3 separate regions of the Ovis aries genome follow, and regions 1 and 3 are each linked to region 2. The links are chromatin contacts, called in public Hi-C maps. All regions are on one chromosome and are shown on one strand. Each heading gives the region's core, a stretch centred on a gene start, on an enhancer-like site or on the middle of the called end of the contact. The rest is flanking DNA. Distances are from core to core; before and after follow the strand shown. Region 1 holds the start of PLIN3 (perilipin 3). Region 2 overlaps KDM4B (lysine demethylase 4B). Region 3 holds the start of ARRDC5 (arrestin domain containing 5).

The links. Hi-C and Micro-C count contacts between places; a contact is called where the count stands out from the background.
Region 1: a contact with region 2 is called in a Hi-C map of muscle, with 5 times the contacts expected there. The contact joins the promoter of PLIN3 here to the enhancer-like site in region 2. A contact is called at or near these places in 10 of 16 Hi-C or Micro-C datasets (blood, hypothalamus, liver and 4 more).
Region 3: a Hi-C map of hypothalamus shows a contact between it and region 2, with 4 times the contacts expected there. The contact joins the promoter of ARRDC5 here to the enhancer-like site in region 2. A contact is called at or near these places in 4 of 16 Hi-C or Micro-C datasets (blood, hypothalamus, muscle and 1 more).

Annotation. Positions count from the first base shown.
Region 1 is chr5:17,108,492-17,111,345 of ARS-UI_Ramb_v3.0, reverse strand. It overlaps PLIN3 (perilipin 3), which reads right to left and starts at 1,473. Exons shown (of 7, transcript XM_042250118.1): 1 at 1,409-1,473.
Region 2 is chr5:16,996,525-16,999,419 of ARS-UI_Ramb_v3.0, reverse strand. It overlaps KDM4B (lysine demethylase 4B), which reads left to right. Exons shown (of 23, transcript XM_042250113.1): 2 at 2,397-2,562. The coding sequence starts at 2,422. Among named protein-coding and RNA genes, the nearest start is that of KDM4B, 34 kb to the left of the region's middle. Within about 2 kb of position 1,374, at least 13 of the 54 cell types and tissues checked have an H3K27ac peak or open chromatin away from gene starts, as enhancers often do. A contact at or near this core is called in hypothalamus and muscle, where this site is marked.
Region 3 is chr5:17,069,923-17,072,674 of ARS-UI_Ramb_v3.0, reverse strand. ARRDC5 (arrestin domain containing 5) reads right to left here and starts at 1,476. Exons shown (of 5, transcript XM_015095879.4): 1 at 982-1,476. The region is part of intron 2 of UHRF1 (ubiquitin like with PHD and ring finger domains 1); the gene reads left to right.

The DNA of each region.
Region 1 (2,854 bases), core at 224-2,723, 110 kb before region 2:
GCCCACTCCAGTATTCCTGCCTGGAGAATCCCATGGAGGGAGGAGCCTGACAGGCTACAGTCCATGGGGTCACAAAGAGTTGGACGTGACTGAAGCGACTTAGCGTGCACACACAAGAGTGGAACCCGGCAAACCCATGTTTTGAGAGCACCAGTTCTGGTGTCCAAACTGGGTTCTAATCCCAGCTCTGCAACTTGCTGGCTGTGGGAGCTTAGGAAGGCAACACCCGTTCTTGGAGCCTCACTTCCCACATCTATGAAATGGAGGTAACCATTCCTAGCACAGAGTCCCTGCGGATTGGAGGAGAGATTGCGCGTGCGCACTTAGCTTGGGACCTGGCATGTAGCAGGCGCTCAGGAAACGGATCCATTTCACACCACTCTGTCTTCCACACAGAAACTGGTGAAACCAGCCAGGATTGAGCTTCTGCTTGGTACAAAGGTCCCCCACAGGGGAAGTGGGGAGAGAAGGCACATCCACCCGGGTGATCATCACCTGACTCCTGTTCTCCCCCTCATCCTCCCCAGAGTCTGAGTTCAGCTGGACGGCACACAGGTCCTCCCTCCCATCCGTTTTGTACATCCAGTCCCTCTGGAATCGGTTTAACCAAGGACGGCCATTGCAGATATCACACCCCCCTGCCCCATAAAAGTCCTTGGGGGTCAGCAACCTGCCTGCAGCGGGCCTCAGCTGTGAGAGCAAGAACTGGCTGAAACTGGAGTCACGCAGCTGTCCAACTGCAGCCAGGATATGCTAAGATCCAACTTCCAGAGTTCTCCCGAGAAGGAACCCAAGCCTTGGCTCTGGTTTTACAAACGTCCCAAGGACTCAGATAAAGGGTAGGCCTTCCCACCGCCACTTTGTGCAATCCACTGGCCACACCACTCAGGAAAAGGGGGCGGGATTGGCCCCAGACCCTCCCAGAGTCAGCTGGGGTGCCAGAAGGAGGGCAAGGGAGGGGCCAAGTCCCCAGGCGGCAAAACCATTTGGAGAGGAAGGGGCTTTGCTAGGCAGAGGGATTGCTCCCCTGGTCGGGGTTGGGGGGGAATTTCTACGCGGAATGGGCTACGGCTTGTCTCCAAAGTGCGTCAGCAATGCAGGAGGATGTGGTTTGGGACGGGGAACTTGGACCCCCGCCCCATGCTGCCACTTCTAGGGTGTTCTTTCGTGCACCTCCCCCCCCGCCAAAGTCCTAGATATTGAGAGAAGAAAGTCTGAACGTCGAAGCCTGTTCCAGAAGTTTAATTTCTCTGAGGAGGGAAGAGTGCTCAGTCCAGGCTGACCCCTCTCCAGGCCGCGGAGACAAGCAGAGTCCCCAGGAAGGCCCTCCCTGTCCCTACCTCCCTTAGGGCACCCCAGGACTCAGCGGACCCTGCCCCCACCTCAATCGGGGCCCCTGGCCTCTCACCGCGGTCAGCGGGACGTCCAGGGCACAGCCGCCACTACTTCAAAGCCAGCTCCAAAACCGTCCTGGGCCGGACCAAGACCAGCGTTTATATTTGGGGGCGGGCGCCCGGGAGTGACGGGTCGGAGGACCAATCTTGTTGGGAGCCGCCTGCCGCCAGGCCACGCCCCTCGCCCGGCTTGGGACGTTGGAGCCACAAGTGAAGTCCAGGAAAGGCTGAACTAGGGCGCCCTCCCAACTGTACACCCAGCTGGCAACACCCGTACGACCCCGGAGCCAGCCCAGGAGAGCCCCTTCCCCGTCTGGGACCCTGGGAACTGGGCGATGGGAGATGATCCTAGGGTCCCCTTTCCTTACCCAATCGAGGCTGTGAGAACTCAGAGATCATTGCGTGAGGCCTCCTTCTGTCAGGCGCCACCACTCCATCCCGACCCCTCCGAACAAGGGTGATGGAGCCGGCCCCATCTAGCATTATGAGCAACTTGCCCTGACCTGTATCGTGCCACTCAGTCCTCACAACACTTGGTGTCCCTTTATCACCTCATTTTACAGCTGAGTAAGCCGAGGGAATACCAGACCACCTGACCTGCCTCTTGAGAAATCTGTATGCAGGTCGGGAAGCAACAGTTAGAACTGAACATGGAACAACAGACTGGTTCCAAATAGGAAAAGGAGTACGTCAAGGCTGTCTACTGTCACCCTGCTTATTTAACTTCTATGCAGAGAAACTTCTATCATGAGAAACGCTGGACTGGAAGAAGCACAAGCTTAAATCAAGATTGCTGGGAGAAGTATCAATCACCTCAGATATGCAGATGACACCACCCTCATGGCAGAAAGTGAAGAGGAACTCAAAAGCCTCTTGATGAAAGTGAAAGTGGAGAGTGAAAAAGTTGGCTTAAAGCTCAACATTCAGAAAACTAAGATCATGGCATCTGGTTCCATCACTTCATGGGAAATAGATGGGAAAACAGTGGACACAAGTGTCAGACTTTATTTTGGGGGGCTCCAAAATCACCGTAGATGGTGATTGCAGCCATGAAATTAAAAGACGCTTACTCCTTGGAAGAAAAGTTATGACCAACCTAGACAGCATATTCAAAAGCAGAGACATTACTTTGCCAGCAAAGGTCCATCTAGTCAAGGCTACGGTTTTTCCAGTGGCCATGTATGGATGTGAGAGTTGGACTATAAAGAAAGCCGAGTGCCAAAGAATTGATGCTTTTGAACTGTGGTGTTGGAGAAGACTCTTGAGAGTCCCTTGGACTGCAAGGAGATCCAACCAGTCCACTCTGAAGGAGATCAGCCCTGGGATTTCTTTGGAAGGAATGATGCTAAAGCTGAAACTCCAGTTCTTTGGCCACGTCATGCGAAGAGTTGACTCATTGGAAAAGACTGATGCTGGGAGGGATTGGGGGCAGGAGGAGAAGGGGACGACAGAGGATGAGA
Region 2 (2,895 bases), core at 125-2,624:
AGAAACCCGACCTTGGCCTCTGGGGCCCTTCTGGGTCTGCTCCATCCCACTGTGGCAGGTGTCAGGGCTTCCTTTCATTCCGTGGCTGAGCCACGCTCCCAACGTGCCGCTGAGTGGAGGGGCTTGGTTTGTGTACCTTCATTTGCTGATGGACACTCGAGGTGCTTCCAACTTTTGGCTGCTGTGAGTCGTGCTGCTGTGGACATCTGTGTATAAGTTTTTGTGTGGACAGATGTTTCTTGGGTGGGTACTTAGTGGTAGGATTGCTGACTTGTGCGGTCAGTGCCACATTTAACTTCGGGGAACTGCCGGGCTGTTTTCCCCAGCGGCAGGCCAGCTGGGAGTCGGGCTTCCTGTTTCTGCGCCTCCTCGCCTGCCCTTGTCATTACCTGCTTTCTCACTCTGGCTGCTGAGGGCAAGGTGTATCTCTCTGTGGTTTCCATTTGCTTTTCCCTGGTGGCTGACCGCCTCGAGCATCTTTCCATGCGCTTATTGGCCATCTGTGTCTCTTTGGAAAAATGTCTGTTCGAGTCCTTTGCCCACTGTTTAATTGTGCTGCTTGTCTGTTCACGACTGAGTCGTTAGAACCCCGCTTGTCTTGCCACGGCATGGTCTGGTCAAGAGTGTGTCCGTCTTTCTGGACTGTTCTGTGAGTTCCCTCATGGGGGGTCCTCGGTCCCCCTGTGTTCCCAGAAGGTTGGCCCAGGGCTGGATTTCAGTCAGATTCCTTTTGTTATCTTTTTAAGTAAGCACGTGTTTGATTTTCATTTGCCCTCCTTTAAAGAAACGTGCCACGGGTTATGGAGTATTGGGATTATAAACTGTTTTAATTTTCTTTTTCATATTTACTTACTGAAAGCTTCATTGCAAAGGGCACGAATAAGAGGAAAAACCTCACACTCGCCTCCCTGCTGAGCTGAACCTACATGGCGGTGGCGGGTGGAGAAGCCGGGGCTCTTGCTGGGTGCAGCTGTAGGAAGCTCCACCTGCTCGCATCCCCGCCCCTTGATGGGAAAGTGGAGGGCGCTTGGGTGGGCAGGACCCTGGGGCCACCCCACCCTGCGCAGGACAGGCTGGTCTTGAGGGGAGACAGGTGTCCTGCTTGGGCTCATCTCCCACCAACAATGTGGGGCAGGGATGGGGGGCAGTCCCTGAGGAAGGGTGGGCTCCCCGCTTGGTGATACAGTGGTGACCCTGTGTGTGCCAGGACCCCCAGAGCCTGTACCAGTTCTGCCAGCCGTGAGTGTGACCGTCACAGCGGGGCCTTGCCTGCCGCCCCCGCCCCTGCCCTGTACGCCCAAGTGTAGCGTGGGGTGGCCCAGGGCCCAGCCTGGTTCCAAGGAGCTGCCTGGCTTGGCGGCTGTTCCTGGGCCTGTGGTGCCCTCTAGTGCCCACTGTGGGGAGTGTATTTGGAGAGCTGGTGGCTGTGACTTGGTGAATGGACACCGCCTGCCACTTTCCAGACAGGCAGGAGTCCTGCCCTTCTCACCCCCCCCCCCCCCCCCCCGCCCCTACTCACTTTGTGGGAGTGTGGGCTTGGTGAGTTTTCCTCTGAGTTCTGGGTGTGCGTGCACTGGGGTTCCTACCTTGTCCACATCCTGGAGCGAGTCTGGTTTTCTCTTCTTCGGAGAATTTAATCTGCCAACAGGGACCCTCCCCCTTTGTGTATCCCTCAAGTGTCTCCCTGACTAGAATGGGCCACAGCCTCCCTGCTGGTCCCTGTGACTCTCAAAACAGGATGGGCCTCTCTAGCCTGCAGCCTTGTCACCTGGAGGAGGTCCTCCCACCCCACTGACTCTCCCCCTCTATGCCACGTGGTCCAGGCTTGGCTGTAGCCCGGGGTGATGGGGCTCTGCTCTCCTGGTTTCGGGTCCTGCCTTGTGCAGCCTGTGGGTCGCTTGCATGGGTCGCTGGGGCCTGGGCTCCCTGACAGCAGCTGGCCCATTGCTTGAGGGACCCAGGCGCTGCTTGCCTGCTTGCCTCCTTGCCCATGGTGGCCCTGCCTGAGGAGGGCTTCCCTATTCAGGAAACACACACATATGACCTTACTCCCTTTTCCAGTCTGCCCCATGCCGCTGCCCCTGGATTCCAGCTCCATGATCAATGTCAGTGAATCTGGACATGGCCCTGATATGAAAAGATTTTTATTTCCAGGGCCCCTTGTTTGAAATGGGGGCTCAGGCCTCCAGCATCGCAGGGGCTCTTAGGACGAGTCATCTCTCTTTGTAATTAATTGAAGTCATTTGGTCTTTTGTGTGGGAGATGAAGCAGCCCTGGCTCCCCTGGGCCCCATTCAGCTGCACAGCCTCTGTCCTTGGGTAGGGTGCTTTGGGCCCTTGTGGGGGCCAGGGGGCCGGCTGGCAATGGTGGTGCTGACGTCCTCTGTCTCTTCACAGGTGTGGCCATCCCCCCGCCGCAGCCATGGGGTCTGAGGATCATGGGGCCCAGAACCCAAGCTGTAAGATCATGACGTTCCGCCCAACCATGGAGGAGTTCAAGGACTTCAACAAATATGTGGCCTACATTGAGTCCCAGGGGGCCCACCGGGCGGGCCTGGCCAAGGTGAGTGACCCCTGGCCCTGTAGCCATTTTCCATGGCTGCTGCCCTGTACCCACCCCACCCCCGCCCCGGGACTTGGGGCCCATGAGGCACCCATTAATCCGCTCCTTGAGCCCCTTATTTATTAAGGACACCTGTACGTTCTTTCCCCAAGCCCAGCACTGTTTTGGGCACCAGGATCCCCGAGGGCGTGGACACAGGGTGGGACTCAGCGCGTCATGATGGGACCTGCAGCCACCTCACCTCCCTGGGGCTTCGCAGACTTGATGCTGAAGAGGGCTGACTTTCTGCCTTAATATTCCTCCTTAAACACGTTTTTTTGGAGACTGTCATGT
Region 3 (2,752 bases), core at 227-2,726, 73 kb before region 2:
CCTTTCTTCGAGATTCCCCACCACAGCCCCCTGTAGCCCTTGAAAATGCCCCCCACCCCTTGGCTTTATCAGCTGCCCACTTTGGAGATGCTTTCTCTAGTGACACCCCTGGGAGTTTTCATTCTTGGTGTCTTCAGAGGGGACCGCAGGCCAGGCTATGTTGGGGTGTCCCTGAGTGGGAGAAGATGGTCCCACGGAAAGTGTCCTTCCTGTCTGCTGGGGCCACCTTGGAAGGCGAGTGGCCTGTAGGGACCTCGGTGACCTCGGTATAGAGACTACCCAGGAATAAAAGTGTTCCTTTGGGCTCTGACTTTGTTGTTGTCATGTCTTAAACTGGATGCTGCCGCCATCTGGTGTTTAAATTGAAAAATAGATGCTGTCCGCCTGGCCAGGAGTTTTTTTTTTTTTTTTTTTTTTTTTAGGGGCTGGGAGGATCCTGCCTGTCTCCTGGAAATGAGACCTGATGATTAATTTCTTGGGCTCAAGGAGCCCTCTGAGACCTCTCGCCTCCTTCCTGTGGGAGATATGAGGACTCGAATGTCTTAACAATCTGAGTTAACGTGCCCCGCTTGGGGAAGGGAAGCTGGGGAACTTACTCACTGTGGTCATGTGCACTGTGCGGCTGGAGAAAAGGCAGGGCTGGGAGTGGCGCTTCCCTGGGATGCGGTCTCTGGGGAGCGGAGCCTCTTTGCTGCTACCTCCAACAGAGGCTCATTTTTGGGGACGTCCATACTAATTACAGTTTGCCCCCCAGTCTTTGTGTTCAGCAAAAGGTCCTTCTGCTGAATTTCTGAAGACCTCCCATGGGCACGGGCTAAACAGTTCGTGGCATCATGCAAAGGCAGATAGGATCGAATCCTTACATTGAAGGCAGTGACTATTTCTGAATGCCTGCTGTGGGCTTGGGCGCCATGCACTTTAATTTTTACATTCAAAAACATGCAGAGAAGTCGAAAGAGCCATGAACGCCTAAACACCTACCCGTGGCTTTTATCGCTGACATCACACAGCTGTCTTTGCCTCTGTCCGTCCACCAGCCCATCTTATTTTGGGAGATGCATTGCAGAGAAAGTTCCAGTTCATGTCACCAGTAGACCCTCCAGCCGGCCAGTCCTTAAGTACAGTGTTTGTTTGTAGCTCCTGTTTCTTCTGAGGAAATTTGCATACAGTGAGAAATACATCCTAAGCAGATGGTTTGGCATGTTGACCAATGCGTACATTCGTGTAACCAAACCCCTCTCTTCCTGCATGGGCAACATGGCAACTGATCCATACCAAAGTCTTGGTATTGCCTGTGTGAGTTTTAAAGCCTGATGATAAGCAGTGTACCTTTAATCCTTAGGTTTGTTTGTCTGTCTGTCTTCTCATAGTGCCGCTTTTGAAGATCTCAGAAGGTTCCTTGTTCCTGAGTAACCTCCTCTAACCGCTGTTCATCCCTTTCCCCATGCTCAACTGGGCCAATGCGTAGTCAGTTCTGTCTTCCGGGTGAGGAAGCCAGGCCTCAGAGTGATGCAATTTCCCCAGGGTTGCGCGACCAGGAAGTGGCCCGGTCTCAGGGAGGTGTGGACAGTGCCAGGCGAGTGGGGCACAAAGACACCTTGAAGCAAGTTAGGTCTGCAAACAGACTGGGCTAATCACCGTAGGAGGCCGTGCAGCCTCCAGCGGGTGTGAGAGAGCTGTTGTTTTAATAGAACGTTCTAGAGAGTGTCCGAGATTCCTTCCCTCCCCCGCTTTTTTTTAAAGAAACAGGGCGTTGCATGCAGTCCCAAGTCTGCGGTAAGGTCACTCGAGCCAATAAAGCAGAACCAAGCAGAGTCTGTCTTCAGGATATGGGAGGGTCCCGTGGCGAGCTAGCTTAGGCTGAATAGGTTGGCGGTTATGTCGTTTGATTGGCGGAAATGCAGAGAGCTGGATGGGGGAAGGGACCCCGGGCGGCTGGCCCAGCCTGGGCAAGGGTGAGAGGCGTCTGGTGCTTCTTTCTTTGTCTTTTTTTTTGGCTGCCCAGAAAAATCACAATAGCTGTCATTGATGGTGCTGCTAATGGTGCTCAGGCGCAATGCTTGGGCCTAATTGTCCCAAGTGCCTCACCAGTTTTTCTGGCCGGGGACAGTCTGTGCTGTGCAGTCAGATGCGGCTAACTGTGGGCTCACAACATGTACTTGGTGGGATTCAGTGAGGTCACGGATGCGCGGTGGGGGCTGAGCTTCCCTCCTGGTTCACAGTAAAGGGGCGATAAATCATTTAGTGCAGGACCTCCCCTTGGGCACTGCTGACGTCAGGGCCTGATCGTCCTCCATGGGGGATTCATCCCCCAGCAGTATGCGGAGTGGAGCAGCATCTCGGTCCCGCTCACTTGAAGCCAGGAGCACCCCCTTATCCCCCCCGAGTCATAAAGTCCACAGGGTCCCCAGACATTGCCAATTACCCCCTGGGGGCAAAGTTGCTCCCAGCTGAGACGAGAACTAATTATTTAATCGGTGATTTACTATAGGAGGGCTGTCTGAAGGATCAGGTGAAATGGCATCCTGGGAGTGGCCTTCTGAGGGTCACTCTTGTCGCAGTGCCCCGCCAGATGGCCCTGCCCTGCTGGGCCTTCTCTGAAGGTCTGCCCCTTTTCCCAAAGGACAGAGTCATGCGGTAAATTGGACAGCCCCTTGCTGAGACCTGTCCTTCTGGCTACAGGAGGGAAGGTCCCTTCCTTCCTTCTCCCTCTAACACCCTCCCCGCAGCTGGAGACACACCCTTCAGGTTG